2 separate regions of the Aedes albopictus genome follow, and region 1 is linked to region 2. Evidence: chromatin contacts called from public Hi-C data. All regions are on one chromosome and are shown on one strand. The core of a region is the stretch at or near the end of the contact, and the rest is flanking DNA. Distances in the headings are between cores, read along the strand shown. Region 1 holds the start of LOC109426658 (protein boule). Region 2 holds the start of LOC109426663 (probable peptidoglycan muropeptide transporter SLC46).

Region 1 (5,197 bases), core at 1,199-3,698, 240 kb before region 2:
CTTTTCATCGTGTAGTTCCATGTTAACAGATGTACTTTTCTGCTAAATGAGATAACCATACATTTCCGTACACTGATGGTCAAAGAGTTGCGTTTGCGCCAATCCTTTCCAATAGATTCCAATAGATTCCTTAAGAAACTTTTGCAGGGATTCCTTCAAAAATTCTTCGAAGCATTCTTTCAAAATACTTCCAGTGGTTATTCACAAATTCCTTCAGGTTTTTCTTCACGAACAACTCCAGAAATTCCTGCAAGAATTCCATACTACATAAATTCCATTGGAAATTCATGTTGGAATGCCTTCCGGATTTTCATACCGACCGGACATTCCAACAGAATTCCTTCAGAGCTTCCTGCATAATTTCATTCAGTAATTCCATCTAAATTCATATAGAAATTTCTTCAGGAGTTCCTCCTGGTATTAATCCATGTTCATGGTTTGTCTAATGAAAAATGTAGAATTTCTTACGGATCTTCAGGGAAATATTTTGATTAAACTTCAGACGAAACCTTTGGTAAAGTTATTGAACAATACTGGTAAAATTGAACCAATTACTAGAAATGGGTGAACAAGATCGTTTGAGGTTTCCTGAAAGATCCTAAAACTCAATGAAGTATTTTTTAAAACAAAATTCAGAAAAAAATGTAATAAATTAAAAAAACTTGTAAATGTCTTGAAGAAATCTATGCATCATTTATGTAAGGAATCTTAATAGTTATTTCTAATTATTCTGCTGTTAGTAAGATTCTTGAAATTCAAAATGTGTTCGTACTTATACTGCCCCCAATCGCAAAACAGTCCCATTTGTAAAAAGTAGGAATTCAGAAAACATTATACCTCGTTATTGTTGATATTTCTCGGTGAACTAATTCGTTCACCGAGAAATATCAACAATAAAGAGATATACTGATTAAATCCAACAAGTATTGAGGAAACAGCGTTTGAAGTTGGACAACTCGTTTCCATGTAAAATTTTGAGAAATCGTCATAATTTGAAGAATATGTCGATCATCCTGAAACTTTGCACCTTCAAACATAACTGTGGAAAATATTACGTTTACTACAAATTTATTCAGTTGTGTTACAGGGTACATAAATCCATGATGGGACTGTTATGCGGGTACTTTCAATATGAGACGCTCGTAATTTGTTTTTTTTTTTTACGCACATTGATATAAAAATCCGTAATTTTTATTATGGGTTATAAAAGTTTGTTGAAAATGTTGACTGTTCATAGCATTTACTCAAAAATGCTGAAAAGTCAAATGGGACTGATATGCGAGGGGAGGAGAGTATACTCGTATAAGAAAATAAAATTTTGTGAAATTTTGAATGAAAAAAAAATATAAGAAAATAAAAAATCGGGAGGATTTGTTTCTTCGAAACACCAAAATCCAAGTTTTACGAAAACTGAAAAAAAGAATACATAACTACAAACTTTCGCAAATTAACAATGTCCTATTGTCATGGGGCCCCAACCTGGATGCTTGCCAATGGCGCCATGGGACTACGCTACGGCTCTGCGAACTTTGAATAAAAAATCGCCAATTTAACGACAAAGTGTTACTCTACTAAACATGCCTTACCTCACTCGCCAGTATTGCTATCAACTCATCTGCTCATGAAATCTCATCTCACTCTGAAAATCAGCTACCCTTTCTCACCAAGCTTACAAGTACATATTGATGTCGAGTGAACGGTGCAAAATAAATCGTGAACGCGAAAATTCGCCGTTCACCCGCACGCTGAACCGCGCATTCCACCACTCAAATCGCCGTCGTCGTGCAGCGCGCGGTGCATGCACGCGGAGAAAGCAAGTTCCTCATCATCGTGTGTAGGACTATACCACTGACTGCCGCTGGTAGCGTCTAGTTCTCTGTATGCGTGCTCCTATTGTCGTCGTACAAGTAGGTAGTACGCAGTTATACCCATCCAGAGAAGAGCATCAAATTGTCGCATTAATGCTCCCGCAGCTGTAATTTGCGCTGGGTAATAGAGTGGACTAGGCTGATGTGGAAAAAGTGAAATATTTGGAACTTCAAACCTTACTAGTAGGAAGTAATGATACGACCTGTAAACACAGAACGTTGGGTAGTCAAAAATTCCATTAAGTTTCTTTTAATCGGGTCGTTTTTTAAATCATGAAGTGGATCCTCTTTGAACGAACAATGAACAAGGGAAATGCATTAATTTGAATTCCAATTTAAAATCATATATTTGAAGATTTATTTTTTCTTACACCTTTGATTTTTATACACGTGCTTAAAGTTCTAAAAAATACGTGCGCACAAGGAGCTCAAAAAATCATACTGTCTTGGTAACTTATTTGAAATTTCATTTAAAAGTGAAAGAAATCCATGAAATTCAGCCTCTTGTGGATCACTCTAATGAGCAACTCTCTCGCTATGGCTCGCTCGATTGTTGGACACACTTCGGGCCCAGTCTAGAGGTTCAGTCGCACATCATCGCATCAGAGAGAAGCAGCAGCAATCAGCAGTCAGCAAATAAAGCAGCGAAACCTTACCATTTGATACAAGGGAAAATAATAGGAACCAGTCAGCCAGTCAGTTTAGTGGAAAAAAGTAAGCCCGAGCCAAGAAAGAAGAAAAGCTCCCAAGAAGAGGGAGAGTAGCGCAGGGAAGCAATCAGCCAGCTGAAAAACCAGTTTAATTTTTCGCTTGCCTTCCTTAGCAAAACCCACATTCGTCGTGTCCGGTCGGTAGCTCGCTCGCTGGCGCAAGGTTTTTCCTCCTGGTTAGTGCTCGCCCAGAAAGTGTCGCGGAAAAGTGGTGGTGCGTTTTTTCCCGTCGTGCAGTGCCGTCCCGTTCGTGAAAATTGTCCTCTGCTGGTGCAGAATCGGTGTTTTTCTAGTGTCAAACGTTCACCTGCGGCGGGGTTCGACTGGCGAGGCGATTCGCACACTGTGGTGCTGCGCGGTTCTCGGGGTGAAGAGGTCGATCGTTGTGTAGTGTATACACATAGTGTGCGTTTTTTGCTGTTTTGTCAGTGCTCTGAAAACCCTGCACCTAAAGGGTGTTCACGAAAAATTCATCACTATTAATTAGTTACTATTTTGCAGCGGATTTCTTTGAAATTCAGGTCAGATAAAGTCCATCGTGATTTCGTCATGCGCTGAACTTGGGGCCTGTCCAAGGACTGTGTAGATTTTTATGGGGGAGGTGGTCTGGCCAAAGTTTACGCTTCATACAAATTTCGAAAATTTTGTAAAGCAAACTGGATGAAAAAACAGGCTTCCATTAAATAGGTAGGGGAATTGGGTTAAAGGTGCCCATGTAAAAGAAAAAGACAATTCTGTCGACGAAAAACTTCACAGTACACATTTTTTAAACACTAATCTGCAATACGATTTCGAATGTCGATTGATTTAGGTACTTTAATTTCTTGCAGTCTAAAATAATTTGCGTTGACTGATTTCAGATCATCGTCGATATTTCGGTCCATGTGTGGGACCGTCCTCAGGGCTCGGTAACCCAAGCCAACACCAAGCCGAAAACCCAAGAAATTACCAAGTTGTTTTGAGCTTGAGCATGTTTGACTGCCCGTGGATGCTACTCCATTATCGCCAGACCAGCTACACTCACACAAGGAACCAATGAGGTATCTAACTCCTCCATGGATTATTTCAGAAATTTCTCCGGGAATTCTTTCAGAAAACCATTCATGGATTCCTGACATTCTAACTGTTTAGTTTTAGTTTTAGAAAATAAAGAGTCCTGAAATCTTTCAGAAATTTCTCCAAGGACTCTTAAAAAATTCAAATGTTCCTTCAGAAATATTTTATAGAGATGCTTTATGTTCCTCCATAAATTGTCCAAAGAATTTCTATGCAGAACCATTGAAATGGCTCCATAAATAAGGACACGCAAAAATCGCCATTTTCACCGCAACCACCCCTCCCCCTCCCTTGTATGGCACACTTTTTGTATAGGTCGTGGGATTTCGGATTTCAGTCCAAGAAAAGCGTTGGTTTTCTTGGACTGAAAGCCGAAATCCCACGAGAAATAAGTCTACTTCCCAGTCGAACCTCTAAAGTTTTTGTATAGGACTCCTCTGAGATTATCACACACTTCGGAATCCCTTCCTCCTCAAAGCGTGGCGTAACTAACGGGCTTTCGCCCTTCAGAAATAACTCCAAGAATTATATTTGCACAGTTATCCCAGTGTTCGTTCAGGAATTCCTCTTTCGGACTTCTTCTATAAATTATTTATTACTAATTTTGCTTAGTAATTCCATTAGATAGTCTTTCAGTGAATTCTGAAAAAAAAAATCATGTAGTTCATGAGTTTCTCAGGGTATTCCTCTAGGTATTTCATCAGTAATTCCTCCTGAAATTCTTCCAAGGATATCATTAGGATTATTTCTTCGGATTCTTTAAGAAATTTGGAAACATTTCAGTAACAATTTCTAGAAACGTTGACGTATATTTCTTTGGAAATTTCTAGGAACCTTTACAGAAGATATAGTATGTCTCCAGACAGCCTTTCAGGGATTCCTTTAAAAATATGTTCAAGAATTCCTCCGGAAATTCTTTCCGAACTTCCTCCATGAATTATGGTCACATCTTGGAAATTTTCTAAATATTCATTAAAAAACCCTTGTAGAAATTCCACCAAGGGATTCTGGGGGAGAGTTTCCAGAAATTTCTCTAGCAACCCTTTCTAGATTTATTTCAGAAAATTCCTTGGGACTCATTCACATAATCTTCAGGAATTCGATAAACAATTTATTCAAAAATTCCTGCAGAGATTCTTTCAGACATTCCTCCATGGATTCTATTCAAAGCTTACTACAGATACTAAAGATTCCCTTCTGAAATATAACTTAGGACTCCTTCAGTAGTTTAAGGATTTTTCATAAATGTCACTAAAAGATTACACCTTGTCCTTTTTTTACGTCCATGCTTGGCTGAGCGACAAAAAATTCTACCGCTAAGACAATGAGCAAACTCAACAGTTTTATATTTTATAAACCATCTTCGTGATTAGGAGAAGTGTACAAAAATATAAGAATGTGTATTTTGATCATTATTTTGTCTTTGGATTTTTTTTTCGCCAAGCCAATAGTGGACGTAAATCAAGGTTTAGGTGTACCTTAAACATTTTTCCATGATTTTGTTTCATTTTCAGAATTTCAGCAATTCCTTCGGAAATTCTTGCAAGGATTCCCGTTTAAAAT
Region 2 (5,264 bases), core at 2,278-4,777:
CAATTGTTTTTACCGTACAGAGCAATCAAATCTTACGATTCTTTTTAAAATGGTCCTTCACCCAGAGGGTCCAAAATATAGGGGGATCCAAATTATATTGTTTTCTAAGGGTAATCGGTAAAACTTATTTTAAGTGTTAATATTATTGGGAAATCTCAACCATTGGGGGCAACGCTTCTTAAGCGAAGCCATAGCGTTCTTGAGAAAATCATCGGCCCTATTGAATTTCAGTACGAGAAAAAATTGCCCTAGTAACATTTTGATGATCAATTAGTCTTGAAAATATTCTGAGAATCGTCATTAAACCTTGACCAATCTACAGTGTCAATCTAGTAAATAACGCCTACAAGTTAAGTAACCTTGCGAACTGTGGTACGGCATCTTTACAGTAATCATCACACATTCTATCACATTACGTCTGGCATCCACGCACCAATGCGTGAACCCTCTGCCAAAAATATTCATTTCCCAACAACACTAAAACATCTGCATGACTCAACGGCCTGAATTGGGCAAGCGATTGCAGTCATAATTTCATTCCCCTTTCATACATTGACCTGCAACCTGATGTAGCAGGCGCCATTCTCGCCTAAAAAAAGAAGATCAACAACAGTCACACCATGGACTTATTGTTGGCCGGGAGCCGGTTCAACACACGCCGACTGGAAGACGCTGCGGTAAAAAGTTCCTTCGTCGAGGAGCTAGATAACCGTGCTGCGGATATTCCAGAAGGTGGAAGCGTAGAAGATCAATGCAGCACCATCAAAAGCGCCTTCATCGTTACCGGCGAGAATATTTTGGGTGAGCTACGCACTCGGAGAAAGCAGTGGTTCACAGATGATACCTGGAGGAAGATAGAGGAGCAAAGGAACGCCAAAGCCGCGATAGAGTGAGCGAAAACACGAGGAGCCAATGCCGTAGTCCGTCAGTGCTATTCGGCGTTTGAGAAGGAAACGAAACGCTCATGTAGACTGGACAAAAGAGCGTGGGTGGATTCCCTAGCCGACGAGCCGAAAACACCGGCGACATCCGTATCGATGTTTCACGTTGCCTTAGTGAGACTAAGATGAATGCTACGATGCCCGTGAAAGACACGTATGGACGGACAGTTAAAGTATTTTAACCAATAGTCGACCCCTTAGTAGCTGAATTTTTCTATGATCGTAAAAGCATTATGATATCCTAATTGAATGGTCTTTATCAATGGTTGCGCAGCAAGATCAATATCTTTCCTACACATGTCACCCAAAAATCGTACGGAAACACCTTATATTCAATATAAAATAATTATTTTAAATCTCGATCAAATTATCCTAGAAAGGGACCCCGCGGTTACTATTGAATTGTTGGAGTCCACTATTGGTTAGATCGTATTCTCTTACCATGTTAAATCGATGGCAATAGTGGACCCCTTAGATTTAACCAACAGTGGAACCAATAGTGACTGTATGCGATAATTGGCGGTGCATCATGTTACTGTGTATCGCTCTCAAAGTCCTCCTTATCATTCTGGAGCAAATCAATGAATTCCAAGAATCTCTCTACCTGGTGTTTATTGATCACAAAGAAGTTTTCGACTGTCTCAATCACGGGAATATGTGGGAAGCGCTCAGGCGCAAGGGTCTTCCTGGGAAAATCATCAGCCTCATTGAAGCACAGTACAGGGCATTTTCATGCAGAGTACTGCACAACGGTGTTTCGTCCCATCCCATCCGGGTCGTTGCTGGAGTGAGGCAAGGATGTATACAATCACCGCTACTGTTCCTCATCGTAATCGACGAGATCCTGGTAGGTGCGATTGATCGTGAACCAAATCGTGGATTGCTTTGGCAGACCATTACCATGGAGCACATAAATGACTTCGAATTGGCTGATGACGTTGCTCTGCTACCTCAACGGCGCCCTGATATGCAGAGCAAGCTCGATGATCTTGCCAATCGCTCCTCAGCGGCAGGTCTTACCATCAACGTCAACAAGACCAAATCGTTGGATGTAAACACGGTAAACCCTTCCAGCTTTACGGTAGCTGGGCAATCAGTGGAGAATGTTGAAAGCTTCCAATATTTTGGTAGCCAAATGACGGCCAATGGCGGCACCAAGATCGACATAGATGCACGGTTCAAGAAAACGAGGGCTGCTTTTGCGAGTTTAAGAAATATATGGAAAAACTACCACATTAGTCGACGCACCAAAACTCGTTTGTGAAATCTGTGCTGCAAGACGCCAGTGAAACTTGGTGTGTATCAGTGGAGAACACTCAACGGCTGCAGATCTTCATCAATAGATGCCTGCGGTATATAATTCGTGTATGGGGACCTCACAATTGGATCTCCATCGTCGATAGTACAGTCTGTTTATAACACAGACCCGCAAAGAGTTTAACCAAATCTACCTATAGAACTGTCAAATCGGCTACCTATCGAGCACGCCAGCAAAATTATGAAAACAAAGTCTGGTGAAAAAGAAGCACAACAATCAAAAGAAGTCGTCTTTGCATTTCTCTATATATACAGTATCTAGTCGATAGTATCAAAAGCCGATAGCGACAGAAATTCGGGAGCGGAAGTGGAGGTGAGTCGGCCACACTCAGCAGGACATCGCAGCAGAGGCATACCAAGAAGCTCATGGCGGCGCAGCCTCAACAATACGCTAGTCTGTAAGAAGACGGTCATTAACCTCACACTACCTGGACCTTCTGTCCGGTAGTCTGTTGAGCAGAAAGAAAAAAAAGATCGATGAATGGAATCTAATATGGTTGAATTATGCAAGTGAACGCTACGTATCTCCCAAACAACACATTCATGGAGCCGCTTGGTTGTTTGTTTTGCTCTCCTTATGTGTATACTGTGATTTTGGAATGCATGAAGCTTTGATTGACAAATGTCAATATAAATCCAGCTTACATCTTCTTCTTCTCCTTCTTTTCTTCTTCTTCTTCTGTATGGTTTGACGTCCGCATTGGAACTTGGCCTGCCTGTCTTCAACTTAGTGTTCTTTGAGCACATCCACAGTTATTAATTGAAGGGCTTACTTTGCCTGCCATTGCATGAATTTGTACATTGTGTGGCAAGTACAATGATACACTGATGCCCAGGGAGTCGAGAAAATTTTCCCGGTCGGAACGGGAATCGAACCCGCCGTCTTCAGCTTGGCGATCCAAAACCTTAACCACTAGGCTAACTGAAGACACCAGCTTACATCATGAATCATGATAAACAAATGCGGTTGAAAAGCGATGAATTTTGGAAAAAAAAACTTTAGTTGGAATACTCTCACCTACAAAAATTGCAATTTTGGAGCAATTTGGGATTGAGAAGATTTATTGTAAATAAACAGGTATAGCAACACTTCTCACAATACACATCTTCGCTTGTTTTTAAACAGCTTAGGCTCGAGTATTTGTGACTATGCTTGCAATTCATTCCTATCTCACTGCTCACTTACTCACGACGTTAAGCTGTCGCCTCATCAACCTGGCATTGCGCATATAATATACACGCGCTCCTCTCACATAGTCCCACACACTCTCGGGTTTGTTTTGAGTCGCTGATGCGAAAAATATTCATCATTTCTGCCTTTTGCGTGTGTACTAAGAAGGTACCTTGGACTATTTACAAATCCTAACCCCTTGGAAAACAGCAGTGATAGGCGAGACTGCGAGCTGAAATCATCTGTGATAACGCACTCCAGCAAGCTAAGCAAAATAACAACGTGACCGACCAGTCAGTGGTGTTTTGATTTCGATACGCGCGAAGAATGGTGAATTAAGCTCGGCCAATAGCTACGCGTAAATGGATATGAGGATTGGTTAAATGCTTTTTTTTTTGCAAAACCGATACATCTATAGGAGGTATGTAAGGTGCAGTGCGTATATCACGCTTTCTCCCATTTATTCAGGAAGTTAGCAACATGTTTTCGGGGATCAAGTGGGCCGTTATCACTTGCAAGGATTCATTCAACGATTGTTCTGATTTGGAAACCACTTTTGCTGTTTTCGAGAGTATGGCGACAAAACCAATCATACAGGGTACTGATGCGTCATTCAGTGGCTAGTGTATATTTTTTGCAACTCTTTGTTCCCATTACAAGTCCGAATCAGAATCATCGTGCATATGAATTAAATTTGCGTTGCGGAAATGATAACTGTTCGTTTCGACCTCCACATTTGATATCAATTTTCTCTTTCAGTTTTTAGTATCACCACATTCCTAAGCGTGCAGCTTTAATCATCGAATGATTTGGAATTAGTCCCGCTGTAACCATCGTCAAGCGGCACAGAAGTCCATCAGAATGTTTTAAGGACTAGCAAAGTCAACGAACAGCCACAGTAATCCACAACCGTAGTAAGATGGTGATAAGAATCATCCGTAGGGAAAATTGCTGATAACTGCACTTGTTACAAGCAGCAGCAGCAGTGAGGTGCAAACGACACCTTTGGTCGAATCGTACGAAACGCATATCGCACTCCCAGTGACAACATTATAATGGATGGAGGTGAAGTGAGTGGTTACCTTGAAGATACGCCGACAGTGTCCAGCGGGGAGCAGAACAAGTTTGAACGAAAGTATCGCTACTTTATTCTAGAGCCAGCTATTCTGTTGCTGTTCTACGCGTGGAATGTATCGTGTAAGTATTGATAGGCTTGGTTTAATGCATGTTTTATCATAAAAAAAAATCATTCCTTCGTGAATGTCAGCTCAAAAATTATTTAAATCGATGGGTAATACACGTTTTTTTGTAAAATTAGGCCGGAACAAATCCCATTTTCTTCTTTTGTCACAGTTCTTGTTGGTTCGTCAAGGGGGGACGATAAATAATAAATATATTTAATGAAAAAATACCCAAACAGTTAGGCAAAATCGTCAAACTCATCGGATTAGTTAGGAAATTTTCTGGGCGACTCTTATTTCATCTCAAAAAATTTTAAAATTTCTTGAATAATTTATATGTGTCTCCCCTCTAAATAGAGTAATGCGGGAAAAAGAGACGAACCAGCCAAGGGCTGAAAGTCTCTATAATAAAGATAAATCAATCAATCAGTAATGCGGGGCAAAAATTCGCAGTGGGTTATTCTCTGCGCACAAGTTAGGAACCCAAGCAAACCTGTATGGGTTCGACTCATTATCTGGCACGTTCGGTTGCAAGAAATGGAGAAAACAACAACACTGTTATGTTGTAAAAGAGTTACGCAAAAAATATGTTTCTAGCTGTTTTGATGTAATTTTGGGACCTTTCGGAATAAGAATTTGTATTGACAGGAAAAA

The links. Hi-C and Micro-C count contacts between places; a contact is called where the count stands out from the background.
Region 1: a Hi-C map of embryo shows a contact between it and region 2, with 7 times the contacts expected there. The contact joins the promoter of LOC109426658 here to the promoter of LOC109426663 in region 2. A contact is called at or near these places in 3 of 3 Hi-C or Micro-C datasets (embryo, whole body and whole pupa).

The regions. Positions count from the first base shown.
Region 1 is chr2:425,915,341-425,920,537 of AalbF5, reverse strand. It overlaps LOC109426658 (protein boule), which reads left to right and starts at 2,448. Exons shown (of 8, transcript XM_062853578.1): 1 at 2,448-2,792.
Region 2 is chr2:425,676,774-425,682,037 of AalbF5, reverse strand. LOC109426663 (probable peptidoglycan muropeptide transporter SLC46) reads left to right here and starts at 3,527. Exons shown (of 7, transcript XM_019702190.3): 1 at 3,527-3,850; 2 at 4,189-4,626. The coding sequence starts at 4,485.